2 separate regions of the Sus scrofa genome follow, and region 2 is linked to region 1. Evidence: chromatin contacts called from public Hi-C data. All regions are on one chromosome and are shown on one strand. Each heading gives the region's core, a stretch centred on a gene start, on an enhancer-like site or on the middle of the called end of the contact. The rest is flanking DNA. Distances are from core to core; before and after follow the strand shown. Region 1 has its middle 7.0 kb from the start of RGS12. Region 2 holds the start of HGFAC (hepatocyte growth factor activator).

Region 1 (5,657 bases), core at 2,781-5,280:
CCTGGTGGGACAGTGGGTTAAGGATCCAGCATTACCATTGCTATGGCTCAGGTCACTGCTGTGGCACAGGTTCAATCCCCAGCCCAGGAACTATGCATGCCTTGGGCACAGGCAAAAAAAAAAAAAAGAGAGAAAGAGATAAGATCTTGCACCTCTAATTAAAGAAGGAGATATTATTTGTTAAAACAGAAAAGGAAATCAAAATAATGAGTAATAAAAAGGATAACGGAAATAAAGCAATTATAGAAGAGTTAGAAGACAATGCAAAGCAATCTCCCAAGAGCAGAACAAACATCAAAGAGAGAAACAAGAGGAGAACAAAAGATCAGGCTTAGAAGGTCAGCCCAGGAATTCCAACATCCAAATAAAAGAAGCTCCAGAAAGAACACAAAACTGAAAGAAAATTAAAAATAACACAAAATATCAGGCTCAGGCTGGAGGAGCCACCGCACCCAGCACAGTCATGAGAACATGTCATCAACTGATATTTCAGAATGTGGGAAATGAGAAGCGCCTGTGAGTCTCCTGGGGCCAGATCACATAAAGAACTGAAATCACAGTGTCATCAGCTTCCCACTAGTGCTGGAAGCTACAAACGATGAAGCAACAGCTTCAAAGGTCTGAGAAAATGCTTTCCAGCAGAATTCTATACCCAGCTAAACTAAAAGTTAACTGAAGAGGAAAATGTACTTTCAAAATCAAGAGCAAAAGAAAAATCCACATAATGTTTCTTAGTGACCATGAGGTCCCGAGCACAGGGACACACGGACACAGGCGCACAGACCTCAGCAGGACCAGAGAGAGCGGGGCAGGAGGCAGGGGGTCCCCAACAGTCGTCAGCCGACAAGGGCCACCACAGGGACAGCAGGGTGTGGCAGGACAGTGCTGGGGGATAGTGATAGGAAGAAGCCCCTGGGCTGGGTGAGAAAGGAGCTGGGCTCAGCACCGCAGGGTTCCATAACAAGCAAAAGGGAGAAATGGACACTGGTTTAGCCAAAAGAAGGTGAAGTGATTAAGTTGGGAGCCGGGGGGAGAGGAAGCAGTGGTGCGGCAGAGGGGAAGCTAGCGCTCCCCTGCACCTTCAAGAGAAACCAAAACACACAGACTGTAAGACAGCAGCTTAAACAGCAGCCAAGGCCTGAGGAGAGAGGACCTAGGGTGCCTGCCCCTGGGAGGGGCACAAGCAGGACAGGAGAGCTCCTGCTGATTCTCTCATCAGTACGTTTAGCTCTACACCTGGTGTAAGGACAGCCAAGGCCACAGTTAAGGGACAAAAACAAGACATAGAAAAAGATGTATATGTAGAATGCGATACACATTGGGAATATGACCCGATGACAGGGTTGAAGACAGCAAGGCCACTGGGAAGGAGAGGGAAGAGAGCAGAAAGGGCAAACTATGCATGTTCTTTGGCTGGAGCAAATGGTCTCCGTCATGGTGAATCCGGTGAACCCTCAAAATCCACAGGGAAACTCGTGTCTATGGTAAAACTGCATTTCACGTGGGTTGAGTATACCTGCGAAGACTGACTACAGCTTTTGTCACATGGCCAAAGGAGCTGGTAGCCACCATCCCCCAAGTAAAAATGAGTGATCTGGAGTTCCCTGGTGGCTCAGCGGGTTAAGGATCCAGCATGGTCCTACGGCACGGGTTCATCCCTGGCTGGCCCAGGTACTTCCACAGGCCATGGATGCAGCACCCCCCCCACACCAAAAAAAAAGAGTGATCTGCCAGACTTGAGCCCCAGCAAGGCCTATCTTCTCTCCTGGGACAGCTGCAGCCTCTCCTCCAGCACAAAGCAGGGACACCTCGAGGCACTTCTGGACGCAGGAGCCGCAGCCCCTCAACAGACGCCGGAGAGGTGTACGAGGTGGCTGCTCCCCAGCACAGGCCAGGAGAGATCACATCCTTTCCAAAAGAGTCAGGGAGGTTCCCAGCAACATCAGGTCCTCAGCCCTGGAGCCGTGAATGTCACCTTATAGACCACAGGGGCTTGGCAGGTGTGACCGCATTAAAGAGCCTCTGATGGGTGAGGGTCCCGAAGAGGCCTGAGCACGATCACGTGTCCTTGTGGGAGGGGACAGAGGGGGGTGTGAAGACAGGTGGCAAGGACGGAAGGAGGGGCACCGGGGATGTGACGTGGGGTCCTGGGCCAAGGCCTGAGGACAGCCTCCAGAAGCCGAAAGGATTTCCAGCCTCCAGAACTGTGAAGGAATGCATTTCTACTGTTTAAGCCACTAAGTTGCTACGTGTTACAGCAGCCACGGGAAGCTTGTACAAGAGCTAATTAGAAAGGAAAATGTTTATGGGAATCCCACCAAATTCAAAGCAAATGTAAATGGCACTGGCTTGGCTGTTTGGAGGACTCGCTGCATGGCACGTGCCAAGTCTTAACTACACACTGTTTGCCTTCATCCGACTGTCTTGTTTGGCCATTTCAGACAAAGACAAAGGTCTAAAGACAATATAATCAGAAAGTGAACTTGCTCCTCCCACCCCACCTCGCCAGGGCCACACTGGCCCCAGCCTCCCCGCCCCCAGCTGCTCCTCGCCTGGCCACTGGCACCTCCCTCTCGCCTCCTGACCCTGCCCACCACACTGCCACCCTGTGTCCTCCCACAGGTCCGCTCAACATGTCCAGCCCTCATCTTTGGTGACCTCCCTGTGACCTCTGCCCGTCACCATCACCCAGTGCCCGCTGTGGGCGCCTCCTCAACAGGATGTTCCCATCTGAGGAGCACCCCTGAGGCCCAGGTCCTCTGCAGGGCACCCCGTGCCTATCACCTCTTGGCACAAAGCGAGGCAGGAGGCGTTTGGACGAAACCTCGCACTGTGACAACTGTTTCTAAAGTAAAACTTGAAACACATTCCCCTGCGCGTCGCCCTCTCCCACTACCTGCTCAGGCTCCTGCCGCAGACCAGGGTGGGGTGTCTCCCCGCTCCTCTCCTGGGAAGGGGAGCCACCTCGCTGTCCCTGCCTGCAGGTCCACGACCTTACAAGTGCCCTTCCCATCACGGCACACGGCGACCACGAAAGCAACAGACACTGACCATGTGGCGGGAGACCCACCCACAACCCGGAGGGGCCCGGGGCAGGTCCCATTCCAAGCCCAGTCCAGCAATGGGGAAGCACAGACAGAGTGGTTGCCTGCCCAGGGCTCTGTCTACACCGCACAACCCAGGGCTGCTCTGTCTACACCCACAACTGCAGGTCACTCTGTCTACACCTACACTTTGGGCCACTGTCTACACCCACACTCTAGACCACTCTGCCTACACCCAACAACTCTGGGCCACTGTGTCTACACCCCACAACTCTAGACACTCTGTCTACACCTATACGCTGGACCGCTCGGTCGACACCCCTCAACGCTGGGGCCTCGCTGCGGCACCCCGACACCCTGCGCTGAGCACGGGGCCTGGGACGGGAAGGCGCCTGGCACTGCACCGGAGTTGCTGCAGTTGCTTCCAGAGTTGGGGTCTCTGGAGACGGCCTCTGGCCAAACAATGCGGCCGCCTGCGAGGTCGGACAGGAAACTCGCGAGCCCGGGCGGCTCGGCCCGGACGACGTCCGAGCGGACGCGGTGGGCACGGCGGGCCCGCGCCCTCGGCCGCCAGCGCCCGACCCCGGCGCCGGCCCTCGATCCCGCCCAGGCCCGGGCTGGCCCCGCGGCCGCCCCACGGCCCGGCCTGGAGTTGGGCCCGGGAACAAAAGGCGGGCGAAGGTGGCCGGCGGCCCCGAGCGCGGGACCCCAGGGAGCCGGCCGCCCCAGCACCCTCCGCTCCGCAGGGCGGGGCGGGCCGCGGAGGGCGCGAGCGCGCGCCCGGGGAAGAAAGAAAGTGGAGGCGGGGCGGCCAGCGCCCGGCCCGCAACCTACCGGCCGCTCGCCCTCCGGCCGCGATCCGCTCCGCCCGCGCGCCCAACGGTCGCCGCCGTCGCCGGGGGCCGAGGGGCGGGGCCGAGAGGGGCGGGGCTCTTCGGGGGCGGGGCCGCCTGGTGGGCGGGGCGGAGCTGCAGGACCAGGCCGTGCAAGGGGCGGTACCTCCTGAGAGGACGGGGCGGCCGTGGCGAAGCCGCGGAGGGGGCGCGGCCTCAGGGGAGGGGCTGTGGGCGGGGTCGAGGGAGGAGCGCGCCCTCCGGGAGCAAGGTGGGCGGGGTTGTGGCCTCCAACGTCGAGGGGCGGCCCTTAGGATGGGGCCGGAATGCACGGCCTGTGGAGCCCACTCACGGACGGGAATCCAATGGACAGGACGGGGGCGGCGCTTCCAGGGAGAGTGTTGAAAAAGACGAGGGAAAGAGCTTGCAGGAGGCGGGACAGGAAGAGGGGCGTGGCTGTGAAGTGAAGGGCGGGGTGTGAGGGGGCGGTCTTGAGGGGCGGGACCTCCCGGCTCTGGGGCGGGACTTCCGCTGCCCGCGAGGTGGCTGGTCCCGCTCTGCCTGTTGACGCCCTGGGCCCCCCCAGGCCTGGCTCCCCTCCTGCCTCGGCCTTCCCAGGCCCCCCAGCCCGGGCTCCCTCCCGCGTCCTCCCCGGTCTCCTTTCACGCCCTCCCAAGGGCACTGGTGACCCTTCCTCCGCGCCCCCCTCCTCTTGGGGGACCCCGCCCCTCCTGGGGCAGACTGCGTTCCACCGGGAACCTGGTTTGTTTTTAAGGAAGGGAAGCGGAGGGAAGGGCACAGACACCCCCTACTACGCCAACAGGGTGGAGGGGCCAGGCAGCCGGTGCCCCGGAGGTTCCGAGGGGGCCTGTTCCTCCCCGCCCCCTGTCCAGACACCCAGCCTTGTCCCACACAAGACCGACCAGGGTGGCCTCTCCCCTGCCTCCAGTTCTCCTCTTCCTCAGCAGTCACTACTTTTTTGGAAATTCCAACCGTTTTAGTCACAGTGACCAGCCAGAGTATTTTCAGGAAACAGTCTGCTGGGCATTTATTGTACAAGCCCAGGATCCCAACTAGTCAGGCCTCGACTTTCAGTTAAGCAGCCAGCACCCAAATCTGGCTGGAGTCTACTGGGTGTATATTAAATCATCGTGAAAAATACACCAACCCTCCCTCTTCAAACCCCTCCACCAACGAGGGAAAACCCTAGCATCCTAAGTTATGCTTCACATTCCCTTCGGTTCCCCTTTCCCCTTACACTTGCATTTGCAAATGCGCGTGCGGAGCTGGGAGCTGCTGTGGCGGAGAGTGCTGGCCGCCGGGAGGGCTGCTGTGCTCTGCTGAGCTCTCAGGCTCTGCGGCTCCACAACAGCACAGCCACAGACTGAACGTGCCCCCCTAAATTCACACCTCGAAGCCTATTCCCCTTTGGGACGGTATTTGGAGGTGACACGGCCATGAGAGGCACCGAGTGCCCTGTAAGAGAGTGTAAGAGAGACCCCAGAAAGTTCCCTCACCCCTTGGACCCCTTGAGAACACGACCAGAGGCTGAGTCGGTGAACCAGAAACAGGTCCTCGCCAGATGCTGAATTTGTCCACACCTTCGTCTTGAACTTAAGCCGCCAAAGCGCACGAAATAAGCTTCTGTTGTTTCGAAGCCATCCAGTCCACAGTATTACCGGTGTGGAAGTTAACTGGGTGGATGTACGATCTTTCCACGGGACCCCGATTCACTCAGCCCACCTGTGCTCCGAGCCTTGGCGGCACCTCCAGCAGAGCG
Region 2 (6,217 bases), core at 99-2,598, 120 kb before region 1:
CCAGGGGTGCCGCCCCGCTGGGCAGAGGGGCTGTGGCCTGGGAGCCCAGGAGGCAACAGGAGGGCCAGCCCAGGGCCCAGCAAGGCTGCCAGCCCGGGCTTCCTCCGGCCAGGCCAAGGCCATATGTCACCCAGGCACTCTTGCTGCCCCCTCCCCCCCTCCCCCCAGTGTCTGTGGATTCTCCCAGGCCCGCCTGGTGCCCACCCCCAGCCCCTCTTCTGGCTCTGGCCCCCGGGGTACACAGAGCACACAGCCCCGGCCCTGCTGTACCCCAGCCTCACCGAGGTCATGGTCACTGGGGTTGAACACCGAGTACAGGGGGTACGGGATGTACTTCACTATGGCAAACGTCTGCGTCACATCCGTCGTGCGGTTGAAGAAGTGTTGGCCCAGGACCACAGAGACACTTTCCCTGGGGGGGCTGCGAAGTGGGGGCCCTTGAGGTCCGCTCACCCCTTACTCGTGGGGACATCCAGGAGACAGCCCCAGGACCCTCCCCCGACCCCACGCCCTGGAGAGACCTGAGCAGGGGCTGGCGTGTGGCGTGGTGGGTTATGGCCACACCCACCATGCTGGCAGCACCATCTCTAACTTAACCATGTTAGTAACCCCAGCGGGGCCAGGGGTGGGGAGGCTCAGGCCGGTCCAGGCGGGGTCTGTGCTGAATGGCGCCCGAGCTGGTGCAGATTCCAGCCCTGGGTGCCAGTTCTGCTAAAGGAGGAAGCCCTCTCGAAGTCACTGGGGGTCCAGGAGCCCGGGTACTCCCTTCACCCCGCCTCCCCCCGCCCAGTGAATGCCCTGTTCCACCTGCCTCCACCAGCCCTGCGTGGCCCAGGCAGGGGACCAGTGTGCTGGGGTCTGGCCCTCAGGTGATGCCTACCCCCACCCAGCTTGGGCCCTCCGCAGCCCCTCCCTGGGTGTGGAGAGTGGGTGCTGTAGTCTCCACGGTGACCAATGGGGGCTCACTGTCCGACTCCCACGATGCCAAACTCCCAGGCCTTCCCAAGCCCCTGGTCCCAAAGATGCCACTATCCAGCCCATTCCTTTCCCCTGGTACCCCCCAAGCCCCGCCACGCCAGAAGAGCCCCCTCCCGCAAGGCAGAGCCTTGTGCCCCATCGCAGCCGACAGAAGCAGGGGACGGGCTGGCCTTTCCTGCTCTGAGCTCGCTGCCCCCGCCCCCGGGCTGTGGTGGTGGGCCTCGCACCCCTGACTCCTCCCCAGCTCTCCCAGGCCTCCTCCTCCCCACGGAGCTCGCCGCGCGGCGGCTCCCGCGGCTCCCCACGCCCCCTGGCGCTCCGGGATCGGTCGGGGCGGGGCCGGGGCCGGAAGGGGCGGGCCCGGCGAGGGCGGGGCCCACCCACCGCCCTGCTGCGCACGCGCACGGGCACGCACCGCCCAGCGCTCAGCGCTCAGCGCTGGACCGAGATCCCCGGGCTTGTACCCGGACTGGGCGGCCCCCGGGGCAGGGACAGGGACAAGGACAGCATCCTGGGGCAGGAATGGGGCGGGCCTCAGCAGCCTCCATGCCCAGCACCGGGCTGAGCGCTGAATCTCGCTTGAGTCTGAAGGGACCAAAGGATGGAGTTTACACGGGTAGGTGGGGCACGTGGGGCACAGGGGTGATGGTTGGACAGGCAGGTGGGTGGCAGATGGAGAGGGCGATGGGTGTACGGCCCGGCGGGTGAGCGGAGGCGTAGTGGTGGTTGGCGAGAGGTGGATGATTTGAGGGATACGTGGGGACCCTGGACACGGGCCAGAGCCGCTCACCTGTTGGCGAAGCAGTGGGCTGCAGACACCACCCAGCAGGTGTGGACAAGGCTCCCTGCGCAGAAATTGTTCCCGATGTAGATGGCGGCCAGCCAGGGGTGGGAGCCCGGCAGCGAGGATGACCCACCGATGATGCGTGGCCGTAGGAAGGTTCTCTTCTTGTGCCTCTTGCCGCAGTTCTGGCGTCCAGCTGGTCCAGCCGCCGTGGGCTCAGGCAGAGTCAGCAGGACCTCAGGAGGCAGGGGCTGAATTCTGGCAAGGGACTCTGGAAGCAGGTGACCGGGTCGCACCCCCAGGGTTCCTTCTGCCCACCCCAGGCCCAAGGGGTCCTGGCTGCATCCACTGTCCATTGTCCTCAGGCCCCTGGTGGTTCACCCACCTCCCTCCCTACCCTAGGCCACTTGACTGGGTTCAGGGCTCGTGCCCAGCTCTGCCCTTGAGGGCGTGTGACTTTGCCTCAGTTTTCTCATCTACAGGATGGGGAGAACAGAACCTAGTCACAAGGCTTTGTGGGAACCAGGTGTGCCGGGCACACCTGGCAGGTGTTCAGGTCCCTCCCAGCAGCCTGGGCCGCAGAGCCAGCCCAGGATGGCCGGAGAGCCATGCAGGTCTAGAGATCCCAGGCTTGCCCACCCTGACCCCTCGTGCCAAGCCACTGCATGGCCTTGGACCAGCCCTGCTCTGCGGAGGCTCAGTTTCCCCATTGTCAGATGGGGCAGCGGTCCTCCAGACAGAGGAGGCTGGGCACGGAGGTGGGGTAGGGAAGGCCGGGGAAAACGGCCAGGACCTCTGTGGGATTGGGTCACCTCTGCCCCCACCCTGCTCTCCCACCCCAGCCACCAGCGCACGCACCACAAGCGGCCAGGCGGCAGTACTCCCACGAGAGGGCGCTGTCCTTCACCACGTAGCACCAGGGCCTCTCATCCTTGTCTGGGTTCCTGGGGGGCAGGGAGAAGCAGTGTCAGAGGTGGGGTGGGGGGAATGGGGACCTCTAGCTGGGTGGGGCTCCTGACACCCCCCCCCAAGCAGCATCTGGCTGTGATCCCTGGGGCAGCCCCCCTGGGCAGAGGGGTGTGGACCCTGGGCCAGGCCCACCCGTCATAGTGCTAACCGGCAGTAGGCGTGGGGGCCCAGGCCGAGCAGGGCCGCGGCGCCCACGGAGTCCACGTGCAGCTCCTGGTAGAGGAGGTCGGAGTTCCAGGCCAGGCAGCTGAGGCCTGAGGCCGCTGTGCTGGCCACGCCTCGGTACTCGGTCCCGCTCCCCACGAAGCAGCTCTGGGCAGGCACTGTGGGCAGCGCAGTATGCAGTGAGCCTGGGCCGGGCTGCAGTGGGGAGGCCCCCGTGCTGCTCTGGGGGCTGAGCAACTCACCGATGTTGCAGAGCCGCCCGGCGTGGCCCGGGGGACAGGCGCACACCGTGGTCCCGGTGGCAACGATCAGGTGGCAGGTGCCCCCGTTGAGGCAGGGGCTGCTCAGACAAGCTGGGGGAGGGCTCGGAAGCTAGGCCTCGGCCTCGAGGGTGGAGTCAGGGCCCAGCTCCCACCCCGATGCCCACATCTGGGTGGTCCCGAATGCGTCCCTTCCCCCATGAAAGGCTCGGTGATGTCGCCCGCCTCGCCTGCCCGGCGTACCTGTGTGACGGGTCCCCTGGCACCGCACCTGGCCCCCCGCACACTCGCACTGTTCCACTCGGCCCTCGTGCACACGTGCCCAGCGATCGCCCGCCTCCAGGTACTCGTAGCGGCTCTCATCAAAGCACTTCTCTGGGGGTGGCACAGTGAGGCCCTGCTCCCCATGTGGGGCAGGCGCCCTCCCGCCCTGCCGCCCCGCCACCCCGCTCACCCGAGCCGCAGTCCTTGCCAGCGAAGTCCACGGGGCAGGTGCAGTGGTATGACTCAGGGTCCTGGGTGCTGGAGCACGAGCCCCCATTGAGGCAGGGGCCAGAGGCACAGGGATCCAGGGCAGCTGGGGACCCGCGGAAGGGAGGCGCATGTCTGAGAGCCCGGCCAGTGTTCCTGTTCCCGCTCTGGGCCGCGCCTCCTGGCTTGCTGAGGGCCCACTGCCTAAAGCTGCGCCTTCTGGCTCCTGTCACCTCCCCACCCTGCTCAGCCCTGCCAGGTGGGCATCCGGCACCCCGAAAGCCTGAGCCCCACAGGGCAGCACAGCCCCCCACGCCCTGGAGAGCCCCTGGGCTCCACGTCCTGGGCTGTTCCCAGGAGGCTGCAGGGCCCGGCCTAACCACCAGGGGGCACCTTGGCCCCGGCAATGGCCCAGGCCGTCATGCGGGCCCCCAGGAGGCAGGCCCTGCCTGGGCTGGGGGGTGTCATCCACTCCCCCAGGCCTACAGTGGAATCGACCTCGAAGGCCCCTCCCGCACCCCTGGCAGGACTCCCACCCCAGGTCTGCCCTGACACCCCCGAGGTCCCCCCCACCTCTGCCCAGCCCCCCTCTGATCTGTGTTCAGACCCCAGACCCCTGGGCACCCACCTGGGCCCTCCCAGGGAGTGGAGGCCTGCACGCAGTAGCCCCAAGCCCGGTCCCGGTCATAGTTGTGAGTCGTGGCACACCTGGGGTGACGTGTGCGGTGACGTGGGGGTCCCGGCCGGACACCTGCCCATCCCGACCGGGACCCGTGCAGGGTGCCCCTCTGACCGCGCCAGGGTTCCCTGTTTGCCATCCATTCGCTCGCTACACCTGCTGTGTGCCAGGCCCAGGCTGGGGGAGGGAGGGCAGCGCAGGGAAGGGTCACCAGGGTGGACACTGGGGGTGGGGATGGGGACCCACCACTTCCTGTGGGCGCTGCCCTCCGAAGTGCAGGAGTGGATCATGCGGCCGCCGTAACGGAAGGGGAACCTGCAGGGCTGCCCGGCCTCGGTGAGCACTGAGGGGGAGGCGCAGGGTCAGGGCTTCCGCGCGGGGCGCCTCCCGCCCCCCGTCCCAGATCCCACTCCCCAGGGCCACCCATGTTCCTCCTAGACCCTCCTATCCAGGCGCAGCCTGCCACCTCTTCCAGGAAGCCCTCCGGACCTACCTGTGCCTCCAGCGCTGCTGTTGGAGGGGGCTGCCCTGGGCAGGGGGGTAAGCCCCCCACCATGGGGTCCCTCTGCCTTTGGAGCCCTCGTGGCTGGGGGCCTGAGGGTCGCCGAGGTTACCGGGATCAGGGGAGTCCCAGGAGTCACTGTGGCCTTTTGCGCTGGGGCTTCCGTTTGGTTCTAGGAAGAGCCGGGATGGAGTCAGTGTGGGATGGGCCCCGTCGCCCGCGGGCCCTGCCTCAGTTTCCATGGCACGGGCCTCAGGTCTTCGAGTACGGACCCGGGCACCCAAGGCCTCCAGCGGCCCTGTCCCCTCTCCCTCCCACTGAGCCCCAGGAGTTGGGCTGAGCTGGCTGGGGATCTGCCCGGCCACACCACCGGCCTTCCTGCTCGAATCCTGGGACTGACCAGAGCAGCCGTGAGGCCTTCGGAGGCCCCCTCCTCCACCTCAAACACGTGGACCCAACAGAGGCCCAGAGGGAGGGGAACAGGACCCCCCGCCCCTGGATGGGGGCCCAGGGAGTTGGATCCCAGGCCCCCGTCCCCCGGGCCAGCCCAGCACGCCCCCTTCACCCCCAAAGGCCAGCTTTCACCCACTGCACACCCCTGCCTGGCCTTAGCCCCAGGACCCAGAGTGGCCGCGGGAGCCCAAGGTCACAGGCAGGAAGGCCTGCGCTCACCCTGCCAGCCTGGGGCTGAGCCCCGCGAGGCACCAGCAGCAGCAGCAGCAGCAGCAGTGACAGCCTGGGTGGGGGGCAGGGGCTGGGGACCCAGGCCCAGCGCCCCATGGCGCCTCCTGACCTGGTGTGAGGAGCACCGGGAGGCGGGAGCAGAGCGGCCAGGGCAGGTGGGGTCAAGGCCGCCTGGAAATGATTAACTCTGGCTGCCTCCCCTGCCAGGCCCGCTTGTGCGCCATATCTGCTGCCCAGCTCACCCTGCCTGACCAGCTGTCCCCCCGGCCTCAGCCTTGCTGGTCCCAGACCTGACGATGTCCTCAAATCTCAGCTGAGAGGCCTCCAGGAAGTCTTCCAGGATGCCATGGCAAGAGGGGCCTGGACTCCCGGCCCCAGCTTCTGGTCCTCGCCGGGCCACAGGGCTGCCTGCTGTCCGTTTGTGAGCTAAACATAACCAGAGCGGCCACAGGTGCTGAGCCCTTTTGAAGGCCTGGGCCCGAGTGTGGACAGTGCCTGAAGGCCAGCAAAAGGCCAGGCACAGAGAGGAGGGACAATGCAAACAACGCCCGGGGGACAGGGACCTCTGCCACCCTTCCCTGCAGCGCTTCCACCCGTCCCCTCCCAGGGTGAGCCAGGATGGAGAGGTGGGCGCTCCAGAGCCCTGTCTGCTGCTCGGCCCCGAGCGGGGGCGCTGCCCACTCTCTTGGGGCCGCCTGGGCACCCACACAGGAAGCCTTGAGCCT

The links. A called contact is a pair of places that touch in the nucleus more often than the background predicts.
Region 2: a contact with region 1 is called in a Hi-C map of liver, with 6 times the contacts expected there. The contact joins two enhancer-like sites. A contact is called at or near these places in 2 of 47 Hi-C or Micro-C datasets (heart right ventricle and liver).

What each region holds. Positions count from the first base shown.
Region 1 is chr8:1,961,579-1,967,235 of Sscrofa11.1, reverse strand. No RefSeq gene overlaps it. Among named protein-coding and RNA genes, the nearest start is that of RGS12, 7.0 kb to the left of the region's middle. Within about 2 kb of position 4,030, at least 75 of the 83 cell types and tissues checked have an H3K27ac peak or open chromatin away from gene starts, as enhancers often do.
Region 2 is chr8:2,076,587-2,082,803 of Sscrofa11.1, reverse strand. It overlaps HGFAC (hepatocyte growth factor activator), which reads right to left and starts at 5,640. Exons shown (of 14, transcript XM_003482335.3): 1 at 5,481-5,640; 2 at 4,800-4,980; 3 at 4,553-4,649; 4 at 4,256-4,335; 5 at 3,611-3,733; 6 at 3,400-3,531; 7 at 3,139-3,249; 8 at 2,880-3,054; 9 at 2,621-2,706; 10 at 1,769-2,033; 11 at 282-421. The coding sequence starts at 5,588. Within about 2 kb of position 1,348, at least 45 of the 83 cell types and tissues checked have an H3K27ac peak or open chromatin away from gene starts, as enhancers often do.